Regions from separate parts of the Mus musculus genome. Here region 2 is linked to region 1. A link is a contact called in public Micro-C data. All regions are on one chromosome and are shown on one strand. Each heading gives the region's core, a stretch centred on a gene start, on an enhancer-like site or on the middle of the called end of the contact. The rest is flanking DNA. Distances are from core to core; before and after follow the strand shown. Region 1 has its middle 54 kb from the start of Evx1os. Region 2 overlaps Jazf1 (JAZF zinc finger 1).

Region 1 (7,221 bases), core at 1,754-4,253:
GAGGGGAGATGGGGAGAAACTGGGAAGAGTAGAGGGAAGGGAAACCATAGTTAGGTTTATATCATGTGAGAAAACAAAAATCTATTTTCTTTTTTTTTTTTTTTTTTTAAAGATTTATTTATTTATTTATTATATGTAAGTACACTGTAGCTGTCTTCAGACACTCCAGAAGAGGGAGTCAGATCATGTTACAGATGGTTGTGAGCCACCATGTGGTTGCTGGGATTTGAACTTCAGACCTTCGGAAGAGCAGTCGGGTGCTCTTACCCACTGAGCCATCTCACCAGCCCCAAAATCTATTTTCAATAAAAGAATAAAAGAGTGAAATTGGGATGGAAATGGAATTTATCCCAAACTACCCACGGAAAACATTCGATTTGAACACAATATGTGGAGATAGAGTTGGTGCGGATGGGCGGGGCTTCAGCTGTATCCTTAGAAAAACCTCAGGGCGCTATGCAGCCAGCCACACAATTCTGTCCAGGTTGCTTCAGGAGATGCAGTTAGGGAGAGGGAGTGGCGCCGAGGGGCGGGACATGCGTGAGAAGCCGGTTCTTATTTCTAGAAAGTCACAAAGTATCCCCTGCTTAAAGTCATCAGTTCCACTAAACCAGGACCCCCAAAAAACAATCTTGTGACCTTCTCTGGGAATACTAAATAAGTCCCCGAGGTCTTAAGAAATATGGGGCTTACAAATAAGGCTGAGCATTTCACCCCGATTCTGATGAAAGGTTTATGGGCCCCAGAATAGTCTGAGCAGGACACGTCTGGATTGAATATTCGGCGCGCACTTAACACCAACGGGGTTCAGAGGCCTTTGCACTTCACAGCCAAACCTTGCCAGAACTGTGAGAGTTACATGATACCCAGGCTAGGGGACATTTTCTCACTTCTCGGTGCCATAAATAGAGCAGGCTCCTGTCTGTGGCACATGTGAGCTAATTGGGCTCATTAAGCTTCAGGGATTTGCTAGCATCACTGTCCCCTGACCTTGTTCCCATAGAAAACAAGGCTAAGAAGATGATGACATGTGGCAGACCAAGGTCTGACAGGGTGACCATCAGGAGGAAGATTCTGGAAAATGAAATGGAAGGTCTGAGGAGGTAGGGGGCCTGCTGGTGGGGTGGGGTCAGATTTCAATGATGAATCCCTTTCAGTGTGAGATGCTACCCGAGCCTTGTCCCAGGCCAGAATGTGGACAAGTCCAGAAATGAAACGCACTGAGCCTCAGAGAGGACCCACCTCTATGCAGATATTCAAGAGAGTCACAGGCGCAGATTGGTTCGCGGGTCACGCCGGTCTGGGTAGGAAGTAGAGGCAAACAGTGTGAAGGCCCTGAGGACGCACAGTGCGGCACAGCTCACAAAGTGCTTTCTCACCATGCCCTGCTCTTAGGAAGAGATGAGAGTAGTAACTCCGAGGGAGACTGCACAGCTTGGAGGTTACCCCGAGAGGGACCGGAAAGTGGAAAGAAAGTGACAGAGTCAGGGAATGTCCTGGTGCTTGGTATGTGAACCCTTAAGAAGGCTAAGAGCCCAGTCCCAAAGGAGAAGAGAGATGGCGAGAAGTGTGTGTGCAAGGAAGGCAGGTGAAAGTGGGAGCTCTTTCGGAATTGAGAGAAAAGAACGCAGTTGGCCCTGGGGCTGAGCAGCTACAGAAGGGCATGAGGGGAGCATAATGGGGGAAGACGCTTAAGAGTAGCATGCGCAGGGATCAACGATGTTTAAAAGATGCCCTTCGAGTCCATTAATTCACATTTTTTAGGGTCTTCTGCCCTCTCCTCCCCATCTCAAGAAACTGAGTATCTAAAATTCTTGGAAATCAAGACAGGTCCTGTAGTCATGGCTCAGTGGACAAGAGCATTGGCTACTCTTATAGTGGACCCGGGTTCAGCTCCCAGCACCCACATAGAGGCTCCAGTCACCCTTAACTTCAGTGCCGGTGGATTCAATGCTTTCTTCTGACCTCCTCGGGCATCAGGCACATACATGTACAGGCAAAACTCTCGCATACATATAATAAATGAAAACATTTCTCAGAAGCCAAAATCTGCATGAATGATCTCTTGAAGAATTAAATATTATGTTCAGAAAACAGAAGCTGGCTGGAAGACAGGGGCAAGGTCATTTTCAGTTTGAAAACTGGTCGGCCAGACCTCAACTCTCAGTGCCCCTCTCTGCTGCAGAGAAACAGCTCTGTCATGGAAGATCTGGGTTCAAAGTCAAGCTCTCCACACAGGGAGCCTGGCACTTTTCCCCCCAATCTCCTAAGTGATTAGAATGGGGGGATCCCAGTGAGAGGAGATAGGGTCTTCCCTGCCAGGGCCCATATGAGCTTCAACTGACTCTAGTCATTAAGCCAGGGATGTTCTGCTGGGTAAAGTGCCCTGAACTATGCATCAAATTCTGCCAGCACCAAACTCTTTCTGCATAAGCTCTTTCTCTCCTCAGAGCTCCCAGTCACCACTGACAGAGAGCCTGGTGGGCTGGCACAGGTAGGGGGAACCATTCTAACTTGAAATTCCCCTGAAGCCTTGCAGCAGAATTTGGAAGCACCATAGGACTTACCCACAGTCATGCAGTAGAAGTCAAACCCACTGCAATTCATTCCAACAGCACCGTAGCTTCACGGTTTTAAACAGCTGTTGGCAAACTGTGGTCTGAGGTTATGGACCAAATGCTGTGAGTCACCTGACCTTGCAGATGTGGCTTCGTCAGAGCTCATGCCTGCATGTCCAGCCAGATACTGCTCATGGATGCACTTACAGCCCCAGAGCTGGGCAGCTACAACAGCAGTCAAGTGGCCCAGAAAGCCTGAACTACATGCCGTCCAGCTCATTCCAGGAGAAGCTTGCCAGCTCCTGTCCTGAAGCATCATTGTTACCGGTTTAGAAGTTGAGATAATCTCCTCTGAGGTTATTAACAGGAGTGACCACACACTGGCCACGGGCTGCTCAATCACCTCTTGAAGAAAGGGAGGGCGACATTTATTAGCTCTGTGGCTTTGAAAGCACTTTATCTTTCTGAGAGTCCGTTTCTTCCCCCAGCCAGAGGCACACAGCAGCTGTGCCTGCTTGTCCTGCTCTGCTATGTCGACGTAAGCAGCAGACAGAAACACTGGTTAGAGATGTAGCCGAGCAGAAAGAATTTGCCATCGATATAATGTGTTCATTGTTTATGGTTTATTGTTTATTGTATTGTTTTGAAACAAACTCACTCTGTGACTCCAGATCACCCTGCCCTGCCTTTGGGGTTACCTTGCAGGTGTATGTCACCATGCCTAGCTATAATAATTGGCATAATTTAATACTGTTTGGTTTATGTGCTCTAGGAAACTTATTTCTAACAGAACCAGGAGCTGGAAGTCTGAGATCAAGGCACCAGCCAAGTCAGCCTCCAGTAAAGGGCCTCTTCTGACGCGTGGAGGACTGTCTGCTGACCACACCCTCACTGTGGGGGGCAGGGAGGGAGACTCAGATTAAGCACCCACTCATATAGCACCCCTTAGCCTTAACCCTATTCATTCTGGCGGGGGCGGGGTCACAGTGATAGTACGCATGAAGCACAGGATTTGAAAGCAGAGGACTTCCTCAGTTCATCTTGGGCCGGTGTCTCAGCCTCTCTGGCTTCTGTCTCCTAATTTCAGAAAAAAAGAATATTTTGGAAAAATTCAAGTAATAGTTCCGCTCCCGTTTTTGGAGGGGTGAAGGTCTTACATAGCCCCAGGCTGACGTGAACCTCACTTTGTAGTTAGGATGACTCTTGATCTTTCTGCCTCCAGACTGTGCCACCACGCAGAGGTTATACAGTGCTGGGAACTGAGCCCAGGGCTTTGTGCATGACAGGCACACTCTCTGCCAGCTGAGTTGCATCCCCAGCCCTACTGTGCCTTCAGCATGTGTGGTTTATTGTTTCATTTCCTGTTAGCTTTCTTTCTTCTATTTGTTTCTTTATATGGCCTCTGTTCTCAAACTTGCAGTCCTCCTGCCTCAGATTCTCCAGTGCTAGACTACAGGTTTGTGCTACCATACCTGGCTACTTGTTTTAGTTTCTTTTATCAGCTTTTATGTTTTTGTTCATCTCGTGAGGACAAGACCACTGTCGTATATCCATCCAGCCATCTCATGGACGTGACACACAAGAAGGAAGTAGAAATAAAGACAAGACTCTGCTTAGCTAAGTCTGTCTCTTTTCTTACCAGAAACAACAACTCTCCCCCTAAAAAAAAAAAAACTATCCATCAGGCAATTGATCACAGCTCATTCAAAGTAATGGTATCAATGGCTACCTCTAATGAGAATAATCTAGAAGGCATCTGTGACCGTGTGTGCCATAAAGTTGGAAGCTTTTTCTTTTTAATTAAAATCAATAGTCACACCCTCATGTTACTGCAGTTATCCAGAAAGAAAAAGCAGCAGGCTGACTTTGGGGGTCACTGGGACAGTCACTTTGTCTCAGGTGGTCTCTGGCAGCCTCCACCGGCATCATCCTGACTCACCAGAGGTACCGAGAACTGACTTGGGAAAACAAGAAAGAGAGACACATTCTCCTGTATCTAAACAGCAAAAGCAGATGCTGAGGCATGGGCAGTAGACAGAGGCCAGCCAGGTCCTCTGTAGGGAATATGGTGGCTTTGCTCTGCGCACCTCCCTCCCCACACAGCCCATGTTCATTAGAGCGGTCACAGTGGAAACACGACCCACCCTGGGGCTTTTGTCCCCTAGCAAAGCCACAGTGAGAAACCCTGAGCCCCAAACTTGATCTGGTGCCTGGTTCTGTCCCAAATGCTCCCAGCCTTTTTAATGAGGCAAGCAGCCAGAGGAGTCTCATTCCCCACAAAAGAAGATCAAGGTCTCAGAAGGCAGGGGAAGTATTAGTTAAAAACCCAGGATCTAAGCAGAGTGGGGAATCCCCATGCCACAGGGACCCGAAGCACCTAAATAATAGTGTGGACATTCCAGAAAGTGTTTAGGTCCAGGGTGAGAGAGGACTGGCTGACCCGATGGCTTCCGTAGCCATCGGCATGAGAAAGATGAATGAGCGCGTGAACAACCAAGCCTGGCTCACTGTAGGACATTTGCTGCAAATATTTTGAAATTCAGATTTTGTCAGGCTGGTGTAACTAGGAAAGCCTCGTTGGAGGAATATGCTAATAAGTCATTAAAGCACACTCACGTCGTGCCATATGGTACGATTGAAACATAAAACAGTGGGCTCTATTCTGTGGCCAGGGTTGGTTGATAAAAGGGAGCCCTGGGGAGAAGATCGTTGCCCCGACCACCGCACTTTATATGCTAACTCTTGTTCCAGGGGCCTGTTGTCTCAAGCAGGCTGGGCAGCCATGTATAAGTGGCACTCCACGGGAGAAGAGTGCCACAGATAACAGGAGTGTAAACTACAAGCTGGCAAAAATATGGTTGCGTGAGGTATGTTTCCGGGTTGGAGTCTTGCTCTTTGAGTTACTAGTAAGTTCTTAGTAATTATATTCTAAGTCCTAGACGTGTGATCTTGTCTTTAAAATAATTAGAGGTAAGATCACCCTGGAAGTGTATGACAGGTAAACAGATGATGGATTGACAGTCTGTGCTCATGGATGCCTTTAATATGCAAGTCAGGCCCAGATCCTCTCTGCATTCAAAAACTAAACTTGGTGCTTTGCGCTTTAATTGCACTGTGGCCTGTGGATCACATTTGAGGAAATATGCAGATACATGCAGAAGCCCTCTAATCACTCCCTGGCTGCAAAAGAACTCCAACCCCACCCCATAGCCTGAATTCAGAGAGGAGAGCCAGCCTCACAGTCTTCAAACCATTGCCTTGGTAACAACTTTCCCCTCAGCCCTGGGCTGTTATGGGGAATATATATTTAGGAAACTCCGGCAGGAATTCTACCTTTTGTTTTTGCTCAAAGAGAAGTCACTTCAAATCCTGAGCATGCAGGCTCATGATTGATAAGACAAATGCCTTCATTACATGTCTCCCCTTTACATTCTGCAAATGTAAATGTCTCGAAAAACCTAAAACCTAAAAAACCTAAAGAGAGAGAGAGAGAGAGAGAAGAAGGAATGATAGACAACAGTCATCTATACAGGAAAGCCAGGGTTAGGTGGGTCCTGCCCACTCTGGCAGGGTGACACCAACCCTTCAACAACCTGAAACCTCAGTGCATTTATCCTGTGCAGCACAGGGCGGGAAGAGTCAGCTAGTCTTGGTTAGCAGGTCTCTGTAGGCACCAGTCTGAGGCTGTGAACATGTGAGAATTTGCAGTTGCTAACTTTAGCACATATGGCCAGTATTCGAACTCCAACCAGAAGAAGGCTTGGCCATTTCTGTAGGTCTGAGGTATTCAGATATACCCATGTCAAACAATACGCTTTCACTCAGGGCTACCTCGACTCCCTACAACATTGTATACTGCTTAAACTGAAAGATAAGCAAGAAACAGGGAGAGGAGGAGAAGAAGGAGAAAGGGGCTTGGTGGGAGAAGGGAGGGAGACTACTGTCCACTCCAGTCTCCAGTACTATATCCAAGGTAAAATGAGAGTACACACCTTTAATCCCAACACTTAAGAAGGAAGACAAAACTAGACCTCTATGAGTTCAAGGCCAGCCTGGTCTCCCAGGCCAGCCATGGCTACCTGGCAAGACTTTGTCTCGAAAAAGAAAAGAAAAAGAAAATCTTGAAAAATCTATGAGGCCAACCAGGCCAAAACCAGGCAGCAGCTTAAGAGAATGAGTTTCACAAAAGATTAAACCTCAGCTCCTTGGGCTTCCCAGAGCTAAGTCCCAAACAAACTGGTAAGAGTAACCGATGATATAGTCTCAACGCTGATTTTCTAATAAGAGGTGAGTTTTCTTTCCTTGGCACGTTCTCTACAGTCTCTAAGCAATGCCTTACCAGCAGCTCATGCTTAATGCCCATCATAAATAATTAACCATCCTATCTCCCAGGACACACCGCTAAAGGAAAAGGTGAGCATTAAAGCAGAGTTTAAACAGTGCTATTTTATTGAAATTACTTTTAATCTCATCTATATTGTTTAGTTTTGTTTTGGTCTGTGTTCTAGCTGAGCTTTTTCCAGACTGCAAATAGAACACATTGCTCAAACAAATCCACACTCCGAACAGTTAGCACCAGATATCCCTGGCTCCAGGCAGGCTCCTCCTCCCAGCACGGCCAGATATATCTGGAGCTAACAGAAGGACAGATTTGCTTCTCAAC
Region 2 (7,221 bases), core at 2,854-5,353, 470 kb before region 1:
AGGAATATTCCAAAATGAAGCTCTCCTGGGGGGTAGCCTCCCTATCCCTCTGAGAACCCACAGTAATATGGACTTCATTGTGGGATTCCTTGAAAACTGATTTGAGGGAAAGAAAATCTAGTTTCCAGAAGTGGATCTGACCAGTATCTGACTCAGTATCCTAGGATTCTGAACAGCAAGTCGGATGTTCCTATAGAAAGTGGAAGGATGCATTCTTCTGCCTTGAAACCCTACCTCTACTGCCTCCTGCCACTAAGCCTGAATCTCAAATCCCCTATGGTCCAGGTTCATAAGTACACTACAAAGGATGCCAGGCTAAAAGGATGCTTGAACTCCTTGTCCCAAGAGCATCCTCTTAACCACGTAGTTCCCTAGCCTTCAGCATCCTTGTCTGTAAAATGAGCCTCCTAATGCTTTTCTTATATGAAAGCCACTAACCAAATTGTGTGCACCATGGGGCCTTTATCTGCATTGACAGATTCTTTGTGGAATGTGTGTTACTTGCAAACTAATGAATGAGATGTCAGATGACAGAATACTGAGCTTGTGGTTTTGATATCGTGAAGTCTTTTGTTTTTTTTAACTAGTGGGGCCCTAATACAGCCTTAGCAAAAAGTCGGCTACCTTCTTAACATACACAGCCAGAAAGGCTAGTCTCTTATTAGGCTGAGGGGAAAGGGGAAGCCAGATCCTGAGCAGCTGTTTTGCCATCTTTCTTACAATGTTCCGGTAAAGGTACACCCAAGGATTAGAGGCCATGGGGCTGAGCTTGCAGATCTGCTCATGCCACACTGCGATGGAGCTCATACAGGGCTCTGGTCCCGTTGTGATAATGCTATGAGATGTCATCCTCCAGATCCCCAGTCATGTCAGCTGGCACAAAGGAGCACTGATACATGCCATACTGTCCCCAGACCAGCTTCCCTTGACCAAGTGGTGGCATCAATTCCTTTTTGAGACTTATCACTTAATGCTCAGCTTTCAATGTGTGCTGGATAGATTTATATCAATTTAACACAAGCTAAAGTCATCTGCAAGGAAGCAACTTCAAATAAGAAAATGCTTCCACCTCTCTCTGGCGACAGCTGTCAGCCAAGATGGGTACATACAAATACATCCAGGAGCTATGGAGGAAGAAGCAGTCCCATGTGATGCTCTTTCTTATGAGGGTCCGCTGCTGGCAATACCGCCAGCTCTTTGTGCTGCACAGGGCTCCTGTGAAGTCCGAGATACAAGGCTAAGCAAGGTTATGTCATTTACAGGATTCGTGTCCACCTTGTTGGTTGCAATTGCACAGTTCCTAAGGGTGCAACTTACAGCAATCCTGTCCATCAGGGTGTTAAACAGCTGAATTTGCCCAAAGCCTTGAGTCTGCTCTGAGAGAGCTGGATACCATTGTGGGGTGTTGAGAATCCTGAATTCCGACTGGGTTGGTGAAGATTCCACATGTAAGTGTTTTGAGCCTGTCCTCATTGATTTGTTCCAGAAAGCTCTCAGAAGAAATCCAGACACCCAGCGGGTCACCAAACCAGTTCACAAGCACAGGGAGATGTGTGGGCTGCCATCTGCTGGATGCAGAGGCATGGCCTTGGAAAGGGCCACAAGCTCTAAATCCCTAGGGGATTTGGTGGCTCTTTGCTGTGCAGCCTGGGGAAGGCGCAATACTCTGCAGCTCCACCATTACTGCTAATACACGGATATTGTAAAATTCATACCCAATAGACAGTTTAGGACCAAAAAAAAAGTCTCTAACATGTCTCTATGCCTATATTGCATATTCTTAATTTGTGATGAGTTGGGAGGGCCCAGCCCATTGTGGGTAGGGCCGTCCCTGGGCTGGTGGCCCTGAGTTCTATAAGAAAACAGGCTGAGCAAGCCATGAGGAGCAAGCTGGTCTGCAGCGCCCCTCCATGGCCTCTGCATCAGCTCCTGCCTCCAGGATCCCACCATTCCTGAGTGCCCGCCCTGACTCTCTTCAGTGATGAGCGGTATTGAGGAAGTGATGTATTGAGGAAGTGTAATTGAGGAAGTGGTGTATTGAGGAAGTGTAAGCCAAACAAACCTTCCCTCCCTTACTTGCTCTTGGTCATGGTGTTTCATTACAGCTACAGTAATGAAATATATAGGAATATAGGTTCCCGAGTATTGTAGAAAATTCTTCCTCAACACCAAGAGCCACCCAAGTGTCCGTTCAAAATGAAGATACTGTGCCTCCAGTGGCCGGGATAGTTGGGGTCTCCTCTGATGGGAATTTAGTTTACTATTCACAAATAATGCCTAATAGGCACATATGCCAAAATACCTATGTACAACCAAACCCTGCTAACCTGTAAAAGCGTGAGATGTTTATATGCTAATAATCCTCTTATTGTCTAAAGCATCTGTTGAGAGGAGGAGGAGGCTCACTGTGTAAGAGTGTTTGCTGCAGGAGCATAACTGAGTTCAGATTCACAGGCAAGCAGGATCTCCTGAGTTCTGTGAAAGACGATCTCAAGGGACTGAGGTGGTAGTGATAGGACACCTGGTGTGTGGCGCCTCCTCCCCCCGCCCCCGCCAACCCTACCACCACCACCACCACCACCACCACCACCACCACCACCACCACCACCCCCGGCCTCAGCATGCACAGTGCTCACACACATCAAGGCTTTTAAGTATTTTCAGCTGTATACTTGAGATGTGCTCTTGGGGGAGTTTCTGTTCTGATGGCTGTTGAAATCCACACTTAACTTCAATTTACCTGGTCTCAGTATCTTTAGCCCTGTGGATTCTGGTCCAAGGGGTTCTGGGGTTGAATTGCACATCTTACTCTCCAAATTTAATCACAGGAAAGCTCGGCCTAAGTTCTTTTTAAGAAAATGTCAAAGATGTTTTTGGAGAATAAATTGGCAACATGCCAATTTTAAGTGTATCTGGCCACCTTAGATGGCAGCAGTAAAGAAGACAGCCCTGTTTTTAATGTGTGTTCTGGCATTTGTTGATAAGTAGCTTGCTTGCTTTATTATTGGCCATCATCCTGAGTGATGATGCTGTTTCTGTCCTAGGCAATTCTGAGGTTATGCTTAGAGGGGAACTCACTGCTGTTGTGGGAAGTGGGCACCGATATAGCAATTTATGTTTGCCCAGAAATGTACCCACTGCAGGACTGGGTTCATGGGAATGAGAAGCTCTTAATGGCATCCATTTTTTAAAAGTACCTTTGGATGACAGCGAATTGAAAGAATGATAACTGCCTTCTTGCCTGCTTCAGCTACAGCCTGTTATGGCTGTCTAAATACTCATCTGAAAGCACCCCCTTGCTGCCCTCCTGAAGGAAAGTAGTCTGGGCAAATGAACGTGTGCTGGGAGCAAATTGTTTTCTCCTAAACTTCGGGGAGAGGCTAAAACTGTTTCTACGTTCTCGTTATAAAGAGAAAATGTCTTTGGCATTCCTGAAATACTTGCCTGACAGACAAGGTCTGAAGTTGGCTGCAGAGTGGGCAGAGTGTGGCCCGAGCGTGGCCCAAGGCCTATCCTGCCATAACAGGGCCTTTCTGAAGAGGTGAGGATGGCGGTCAGCCCCACCTCTGTCCACCCCACCCAGCAAAAAAGCGGGCAAAAATAGTTTCCTGTGCCCATTCGTAACTTGCAAGTGAATTTTGGACACCACTTCTCCTCAGAATGATCCATTTCTTCGTGCTCCTTCCACTGACCGGGAGCTAGCCCATCCTGCCAAACACGTTGCCTTCCATGCCTTCCTTGGTCTCCCAGAGCTCACAACTGCTGCAGCGTTTTCCACTGTATAAACCTAGCCACTAAATCATGTCACTGTGGTATTAATTTCCTTCCCTAGGCTGAGGATATGCAAATACGCTAGGCTTAATCCTCATCACCTGTCCCCTGGCTGGGGCTGCCAGCAAGCAATGAGGGGGCAGCAGGCAGCAAGCAGAAGTGGAGGAAGGACCATAAATGTGGCGGCGCCAAGCCTGGGTTGGGCTGCCCTTCTTCAGCAGACCACATCTGCTGGAAAACCGCCATTCCTTCCTGGCTGCCTCAGCCTCCCAGTGGGAGATAAGCCGAGCTGGGGACCAGTCTGGCAGCCAGATTCCAGCCTGGACGAATGGTGTGTGGCTGACTTGGGATGTTTGGGATGGGTATGCTGAGCTACACCGCAGCAGCAGCTGCCCTCTTCTAACCCGGGCTGTTGACAGGTCCTGCTGAGAGCCCTTGTTCCTGAATTTAACAAATCTGGAAGCTCAACATTTTCATTTTGAGTTTTTATTTGGAAGTGTCATTTTATTGGAACCAAAATCTCTGGTCCGTTCCCCTGAGGACATACTGATCTTGTCTGAAGCACTGAATATCCTCTGGGTGAAGGTGCTGCCAGGCCCCAGGCTCCCAGCAAAACTGCAACCTTGCCCTCAGACCCCTGCCTCCTTGGTATCCTTGTAGTCTCTCAAGAAAGCCTGTTAAATGACCACAGCACCATGAAAGGATAGTTTAACACAGACATTTCTTCAGTTTCATTGTGGACTGCCTGGGTAAGAGTTCCTGTGTGTGAGATGTCTATCCACCTCTGTGAGTTGGCTAAAGCATGGGTCTCGTTATGATTCAAGAGGTTTATAAATGACCCTACACTGTATAACTTCACTACAAGGGAATATATGGGATAATGTTCCACATTGCAAGTGAATGCTTTCAGCTCATTGATGGAGTGCTTTCTTTGTGCCTGAGGCCCAAAGTTCAGTCCCCAGTACTGGAAGGAAAAAAATTAATGCTCTTAACTGTTAAGAAAACTAATTCAGTACCTTTTAATACTTATGCTGACTTAAAACTATTTGAAAGACAAGTCTCCTGAGAGACTCTCAGACTAGCTGTGGGGGCACGCAGCTGTAACCCCAGAAGTCTGGAGGGCCTTTAGCTCAACACCACCTGGGCTATAGCTATAGCAAGACTTGGTAGAAGAAAATGAACAAAAAGGTTATTTATTGATTGTTTGCTGATAGTCAAGCAGACTCCAAGGCTCACAGTGTGGCCTGGGGAGTGCCTCTCCATCAGAGCCACGGCCTTCCTTTGTTTTCTTGTCACTTTCTTGACATTTGCTCGTTTTTATCTCTTTTGATTTATGTGCATGCATATCGGTGAGTGTTGCGGCAGATGCGTGCAGAAGAAGGCTTTAGACCCCCTGGAGCTGGAGTTGCAGGCAGTTGTGAGCTGCCAGACACGGGTGCTGAACTCAGGTCCTCCTCCAGAGCTGTGGGTTCTCTTAACCCCAGAGATGTCTCTCCACCTCCCCACCGCCACAATTTTATCTTTACAAGTAGCTTTCTTTCAGCAATGTTTTATATCAACCCCATCTAAAATGTTTTAAAATCAATATAAAATGCCCTTTAAAAATCCATGCTAAGTTCCTTAAAACACTTGAGAGAGCCCCTGCATTTTCCTAAGTTGCCACTTCATGAGAATGAGACGTTGGCTGAGCAAGTCTCAGCTGTGCCCACACAGTTGACTTCTATTTTCTTCTTCTCCCTAACTAGCCTTCCTAAGCCCAGGCACCGTATAGTCTCTGAGGGATCAGTCAGAGCCTGTATTCTTCCAGACCTTAAGAACTGTTAGGACATCGACAATAAAAAACAAGTCAGTCCCCTAAAGCTCTGCCATGTCCTTTGAAGACAGAAATTTACATCCCGAACAAGCCAGCAAAGGAGGGTTTTCCTAAGGCTTTTTTTTGGGGGGGGGGAATAACCAGTGCCAGCCTGCCCTTAGGAAACATCCTTCCAGTGAGCTCTGCCTCTGGGCTCTAATAATCGTGATATCCCTCGCTTCCACTTCTGCTGATGAAAAGCCACGCTGGCAAGAGGCTGACAGGCTTGCGGCCTGCAGAGGGCGCTAGAATACCATATTTTCTGAGACAATCCTTCTAAAAATCAGAAACTGGGAAACTACAGAAGGGGGAAGGGCAAAGCCTGAGGCTTCTTAATGCTTCCAACAGTCAGACCGACTGCTTGCAGTCTGGTAAACAGGCTAGGAATTGTGGGCAAGGCCTTTCCCTGCGTTTTGCACCAAGTGTGAGATCAGATGACTCTGTCCGGACTCATTACTTTCATAGCCTAGAGCTAGTTCACACAGCAGCAGGAGTCCACCAAAAAGGCATTTAATTAATGAAATTGAAACTGGTACTTATAACTGCTGATTAGTAGTACTCAGGGTTTTTTTTTTTTAAGTATTTCAAGTAATTTATAAAGCACTTACATAAATAGAAAGCTTTAAATGCTGATATTCCATAAAAAGTAAATAAAAATATTTTTATGCATTAAGACTTAATTAAGTGTCATGATTTCATGTCACAGATTTAAAACAGGGCAGGTGAGACCTGCCAACATTACTACAGCTGCGTTTTACATGCGGAAAGTAATTAAAATGGTCGTTTATGTCTTTTTCCACTTACGGGTATTTAGAGTGCTTGGTATTACACCATGTATTTTCCCAGCAATCATATCGTGGCAGTGTATCTTAGCAGCCGATACGTTTGTTGTTGGTGGAAAGGTGAGGGGAACATTGGTCAGATGAGAAAGCTGTCCTGCACCACTGAGAATGACAAGGACTTCTTCCTGCGAGAGGCCCTTGTTTCTGTTCACATTGGCCTCTTTTTTCCGTATGAACAAAACTTAATTAATTTTCACAAGAACAGTTTTTCCTTCTATTGTCAGGAAGAAAAACAGCAGAAGGCAGAAACTTGCCTGCCCGGTCACGTGACCCCTGAGTATGTAGACCTCACCCTGTGTGAATGAGTCCTGTTTGAAGCTGGTCTGTTTCTCTTGTTTAGCTAGGAATGTGCTAACCTTAAATGGAAGGAAGACCCACCCTCAGGAAGTTGAGTGGCAGTTAGCAGTGGGAATAATGTCCTGAGTTCACACATCAGAGCTGAACTGCAATTCTCTGGATAGAACGGAAACAGATCTATCACTGTGTACTTATTTACTGCTGTTATTTATGTTAACAATCATAGTAGAATTATTACTTGATGAAGTTTTAACGATGTACATAATTTTGTGCCCCAAGAGGCATCAGCCACCACGAGAGGCTGAAGTCTCAAGATCAAGCCGAGGTCCCAGCACTTTAAAACATCCTGAGTGTAATGTACAGCAAGTGCTAGGTGAGTCCAGGGCACTTGTCATTCCTCCAGCACGGCTTAACGTCTTTTCAAGCATTCAGTCACACCTGTGAGTTGTCCCGTTGCTT

The links. A called contact is a pair of places that touch in the nucleus more often than the background predicts.
Region 2: a contact with region 1 is called in a Micro-C map of muscle stem cells, with 9 times the contacts expected there. The contact joins two enhancer-like sites. A contact is called at or near these places in 2 of 484 Hi-C or Micro-C datasets (embryonic stem cells and muscle stem cells), 2 of 115 datasets of contacts at active chromatin or transcription factors (astrocytes and embryonic basal ganglia) and 1 of 9 other capture datasets (embryonic tail).

Annotation. Positions count from the first base shown.
Region 1 is chr6:52,364,728-52,371,948 of GRCm38.p6, reverse strand. No RefSeq gene overlaps it. Among named protein-coding and RNA genes, the nearest start is that of Evx1os, 54 kb to the right of the region's middle. RefSeq lists an enhancer at 3,725-6,785. Within about 2 kb of position 3,003, at least 23 of the 459 cell types and tissues checked have an H3K27ac peak or open chromatin away from gene starts, as enhancers often do. A contact at or near this core is called in muscle stem cells, where this site is marked.
Region 2 is chr6:52,837,578-52,844,798 of GRCm38.p6, reverse strand. The region is part of intron 2 of Jazf1 (JAZF zinc finger 1); the gene reads left to right. Among named protein-coding and RNA genes, the nearest start is that of Gm52903, 25 kb to the left of the region's middle. Within about 2 kb of position 4,103, at least 25 of the 459 cell types and tissues checked have an H3K27ac peak or open chromatin away from gene starts, as enhancers often do. A contact at or near this core is called in muscle stem cells, where this site is marked.